Regions from separate parts of the Gossypium hirsutum genome. Here region 2 is linked to region 1. A link is a contact called in public Hi-C data. All regions are on one chromosome and are shown on one strand. Each heading gives the region's core, a stretch centred on a gene start, on an enhancer-like site or on the middle of the called end of the contact. The rest is flanking DNA. Distances are from core to core; before and after follow the strand shown. Region 1 holds the start of LOC107917009 (indole-3-acetic acid-amido synthetase GH3.15). Region 2 holds the start of LOC107921394 (coleoptile phototropism protein 1).

Region 1 (2,949 bases), core at 189-2,688:
ATAGGTTACACAACTGTGTAGCCAGGCCGTGTAATAGGTTTAAATTAATTTTACTTGCAAAATTTCTAATATTGACCTATCTGATTTCTTTTTACTTGCAATTTAAATTAATTTTTTATTTTAATTTTGTATATATTGTATATGTATTATCATTAGTTTCAAACGATACATTTTAATACCTATTATATGTATTTTAAGTGCATATATATATATATTAAATACATGATTTTCACATGCATACAAATGTAATGGAATTTCTATTACATATAGTATGACATATTTTTTTGTCATCAAATTCTCTAAAAATCAAATCTCAAACTTTGATCATATTGAAATTCTTGATACAATCCTTATTTGACTTTACTCTTGTACCATATGCCATGAGTGATGGGATGCTAAAAATCATTAAAGAAACCATTAAAAGCTTCAAATAAATATTATGATAAATTATTATATAAACTCTTCCTACAATATTATTCACGGTCCCATTTCAATTATTTAATAATATTTTAATAAATTTTTTTATATCATTCACACATAAATTTATTAATTTTTTTTACATTGAATCCAAATCCGGAACACATAAATTTGTTAATTTTTTTTACATTGAATCCAAATCCGGAATCATGAATAGAACTTCAAACCTCGAACTCTAAATAAAAAACTCTCAAACCTCAAACTCAACCCCGACCTCGAATCTCAAACTTTGAATCCAAATTTAAGGTTCGAGTTTAGAATTTTAAGTTTAAATTCAAGATTCAAGTTCGGATTTGGAGTAAAAAAATTATAAGTCAATAACATAAAAAAAAATACTAAAATTTCATTAAATAATTAAAAAATAACTATAAAAACTGTGGTGAGAAGTATCCTTAAAATAATTTCTGTAATATATAAGAATCAAATAAAAATAACAATGACTTTCCTTAAGTTAATATCAAAAATTTTCTTCTTTCTCAAACTTTTCATGGAAACAAAGAAGAGCGTAAAGGGAACAGAGGAAATTGAAGGGTTGAGAGAGAGAGAGAATTATCTGTTTTACCTGTTTGAAGCTCGAAAACTTTTGCAGAGGTGAAAGTATATTTCCAGGTTCTCTCCACTGATTTTCGATGAGAAACTTGAGAGGGGTGAAGAAGGAGCGCAAGTAAAATCGTCCAAATTAGGGAAGCGAATAATCTGGGAGTAGAGTGATGAGAGGATGAAAACTACCCTCAAAACTCTGCTGCCTGCAAACACCTTTCGCTTACCTGATTTGGCAAATTTTCCAAATGTTCATTTCTGTTACCATTAACCTCCTCGGCCTCTGCAACTTTAAAGAACCAAATGAAACAAACACTACCAACTCCAAGGGTTAGCTCAGCTTTGTGTGTGTGTGTGTGTGTGTGTGTGCATTAATATATACTCGAAATTTCGTCCCGGGGTGAACATCAGTAGTACTTCTATTTTAATTTTTAAATAAAGAAAACTTAAAAAAAGTGCGTGGTAAGAATTATTATGCAAATTGAATATCTGAAAAAGGTATCCTTGTTTTCAAAAGTTAGGTAGCTGTCACATCACACTTTATCTTACATATTTAACTAAATCAACAGTCGACAAAAGCCTATATACGGAACTGCATGGATGGGTCCAATGGGTTTTATTGCCCTAAATAAAAATAAAAATGGCCTAAAGGCCTAATTAAAAAAAAATTAGTCCATTCAGCTATTTTAGCCCAAGAAATGTTTATGTTACTTTAAAAAGAAAAAATTCATTTACGAAGGGTGTGTGCTAAGAATTATTATGCAATTTCAATGTTTCAAAAAGTTATTAGTATAATTACAAAACATTCACTTTGGTTTCAAATTTTGTTTAATATTAAATATCTCCCATTCTTGATTTAAAAAAAAATAATTTGGAAGTAATTTAATTATAGTCCCAAAAAAATTAATTAATATCAAATTTATTTAAAGCAAGGGTGTAGCTGGGGCTTGTAGGGCCCCAACCCCTCTAAAATGTAAAATTATTCATTTAGACTTTTTAGAATTTTTAAAATTTTAAATTAGTAAAAATAAAAATACACTTTAACCCCTAAAAATGATAAAAGTTTTGATTTAATTTTTTAAAAATTATAAATATATAGGCTATTAAAAATTACAATTTAATTTTAGTCCCCTTAAAAAATTTTCTTGCTTCGCCCCTGATTTGAAGTTCATAAAGTGTAAAAAAAAAAGAGAGAGTGTAAGTTTTAATATATAAATGAAATAAAGGAACTTAATTTAATGTAATATTTCTTAAGATGGTCCTTACATGAAAGGTTAAAAACTTGTGAATCACCATCCAAAAGATAAATGTAAAGTTAGGTGGGAGCATTGTGGAGTGTTGTTAGACGACCAGCTTCCTTAGTTTCTTACTTAATTAACTTAAGCTTTCTTAGCTTTGCCTTTGACCTATGTTCAACTTGTCTCGTCCGTGCTGCCTCTGCTTCTATCATTTTCACTCATTTGCTTTTAGTTAGTACAGTGTTGGGTAAATTTGAAATTGTAACACATTTATAATGTGATAAAAAAATTATATATGTTGATACACGATATTAACGAAGATAAAGAAGGAAAAGAGGGGGATGTGTTGAGGAATGCCAATTCACCCATTCTAGGGGAGGCTCGAAAAAGGAGAGGGACTCAAGTAGAAAAAGGGTGAGATCTTAGTGTATTAGGGTTTTGAGTGGATAAAAGTCCCTTACTAAGGGGTATCCTAGGGCATTTGTAAAAAAGGTGAATCTTCTTATCCAATTATGTCATGATTAGTATACCTTAGTTCGCCTAATGTAAGGTCCAACTGGGTCTAAATTTAGGTAGGGATATAACAATAACAATTATTGATGTAAAGTACAACAAAGGAGGAAAGTAAAGAGGAGATAATGGTGGTCCTGTGGAGACTAATTCACCTAAAGAGGCGTAGAGTCAAAAAGAAATA
Region 2 (2,949 bases), core at 218-2,717, 380 kb after region 1:
GAGTTAGTATTCCGAAACACAAATAAGTTTTTCGTATTTTTGTTTTACTCTTTTTACAAAGTCCAATAGAGAAACATCTTGAAAGTGAGGGTATAAGAGCAAGAAGCTCAGTAGTTGACACTTCATGCAGCTCTTTTCCATAATTGTTATTAATTACTCTACTCCTCCTTCAGGACTAGGCCACAACCTCTTATACACTGGATTGCCACCTGAGCTTTTGCTTCAAAGGAACTTTCAATAATTTGTGTGGCCTTTCGAATTATAGAGGTCTTTCTCTTAGCTGACATTCGGTCCTAACCATCATAAATACCTTCTCTTATATGGGTCCATAGCATAGACTATCCACAAATTCTTGGATCATCATCATTCTGCCTTTCCAGGTATTTTCAGCCATGAAATTGTAATATTTCGTCACCCAACTACACTTTTTTTTCCACTATGATTATGTATTTAAAGTATTAAAAATACATATGTGCAATATGATTTATGAATTTTAATTTTATATAAGTTTTATTTTGAGTTAATTTTTATAAACTATTAATAATATTATCGTCATAGTATCATTTTGCAATTATATATTGTATATACAAGCAATTAGTATATATATATATTTTTTAAAATTGTACAATTGAATTAAACTTAAAGTTCTATTTATATATATAAATCACAATAAAAGTTTCACATGTATAATTACACTAAATCAAAATTCATGAATCATAAATTTCTTCAATTGATTTTACATTTTATATAACTTATTTATGTTAATAGCTTGAAAATATAAATAAGATTATTCTCTATATTACTATTAATTTGTTCATTGAAATAAAATTGAGAAATGGTTAAAAAATAAAAAAAAATTATAAAAACCAGTAACTTGTATTATAATGGTAATTTTTACTTTTGAATTTTTTTTAAAACTAATTCTTTAAAAAACTACTGGAATTTTATAATGTAATTTGAAAATAAATAATTGCTTTCATTAAGAAGAAGAAAAATTAGTTTCTACTTCATCATTCTTTCACCCATATAATAAATATCATTTTATCTAAATTCTTTTTCTTATTTTTCATGTCCGTTTTAAATATCATGTTTGATATTTATAACTATACCTTTCAACAATACCGTCTCTAATGTTTGAATTTTACAACTTTTTCCTCCCAAAAGATTATGATACTTTTCTTGATAATACATGGATCAATCATAAAAAAAGAGCACTATACATTTATGTATATATATACTATCGACACTGACGTAAAAGGGTGATTGGTGTAATGATATATATGGATGAGAATGAAGAACATAAATTGTCAATGTGTTGGCTATAAGCTGTCCATCCATATATTCTTTCTGTGGCAGACAGGCAATGGGTACCAAACCATCTTCATGGCTTTAACCACTTTGGAATAATTAAATGCAATAAATAACCCCCCACCCATCTCTGCCCACGTACACTGCTAATTCATTGTGTATAAATAACACTATAGCCCAAAGATGATGGTTCAAGGACTTATAGCTATAGAGGAAAAATGAGATCTAAGATGATGGGTTGTAGAGAGGAACATCAGAGTACTCATGGTTCAGTGCTGGGTGGGAAGCCTAACCATTGTGTTATTTATCCACCAAAGTCTAGCATTGTTGCTGAGGAATTGGAAAGAAGAAACAATGACTGGTTAAATTCTTCTTCTTCTTCTTCTGGTACATATAGGTATATATGGTGGTGTTTATGTAGAGATGATATTAATAAGCTCCTGTTTTGATTTCGTCTGACGCAGGTTTGTTAGGACCAAAGTTGCAAGTGATTTAATGGTGCAGGTTGGAGATTTTAGCTTTTACTTACACAAGGTCAGCAACAACTATATACTTGTCTTTATTAGTGAAGCATGGGATTATTATTAATTTTGCCAGATGGAAATAAACTTATTTTTGTAAATTATTATAAATTTGGGGAGGGGATGGCTTACATAAAAATATTTTTCATATATTATGTAGGGAATCGTTTTACCAAATATTATGCCTTTTGTTTCTGATGGGATATATGTGGACAGATTTGTCATTATCATGTTCAAATTGTGCCCAACACAAAGGCCAACTGTATTTTCGTATTATGTTTTAATTTTTTTATAATTTACCATATTAATTCAATTTTAACTTTACAATCATTTATGTGAAATTAGTAATTCATTGCATTTGTCATATCTTAAGATAATTTGCTATTACAATTTATAAATAAGTGATCATGTTGTGATCCTCAGCTTGCTATGGTTTCGAAAAGTGGATATTTGAATAGACTTGTATTTGCAAAAAGAAGTGAGGGACATGGACAAAATGGAGGCAACCTCAAGATTGTGTTGGATGACCTTCCTGGTGGAACCAACACCTTTGAATCAATTGTCAACTTCTGCTATGGATTTAAGGTGGATGTAACAGCTACCACCATTGCTCCACTCTATTGTGCTGCAAATTTCTTGGAAATGAGTGATGATCTTCACCAAGGTAATCTCATTTCCAAAACAGAGGCGTTTTTGAGCTTTGCAATTTTCTCATCTTGGAAAGACACTTTTAAGGTACTCAAAAGCTGTGAATCTGTGTCACCTTGGTCCAAAGATTTGCTTATTGTGAAACAATGCTCTGATGCCATTGCTTGGAAGGCCTCAACTGACCCCAAAGCTTTTACTTTAGGACAAAATAGTAATGGGAACTTGAATATTGGAGAACCAAGTGATACTTGGTGGTTTCAAGATGTTTCGACCCTTCGAATTGATCATTTTATCCAAGTGATCGAATCGATTAAACGAAAAGGGGTGAAACCGGAGCTTGTTGGATCATGTATAGCTCATTGGACGGCGAAATGGTTTTCGAGTACCACATTTGTATTTGATGACCCGACAATACCCAAGCATTTGACTGAAAAGCTACAAAGAATTACCATTGAAAGTTTAATTAATATGC

The links. A called contact is a pair of places that touch in the nucleus more often than the background predicts.
Region 2: a contact with region 1 is called in a Hi-C map of callus, with 3 times the contacts expected there. The contact joins the promoter of LOC107921394 here to the promoter of LOC107917009 in region 1. A contact is called at or near these places in 2 of 34 Hi-C or Micro-C datasets (callus and leaf).

What each region holds. Positions count from the first base shown.
Region 1 is chrA01:16,990,036-16,992,984 of Gossypium_hirsutum_v2.1, forward strand. It overlaps LOC107917009 (indole-3-acetic acid-amido synthetase GH3.15), which reads right to left and starts at 1,439. Exons shown (of 4, transcript XR_001689670.2): 1 at 1,040-1,439.
Region 2 is chrA01:17,369,713-17,372,661 of Gossypium_hirsutum_v2.1, forward strand. LOC107921394 (coleoptile phototropism protein 1) reads left to right here and starts at 1,468. Exons shown (of 4, transcript XM_016851250.2): 1 at 1,468-1,669; 2 at 1,773-1,842; 3 at 2,253-2,949. The coding sequence starts at 1,527.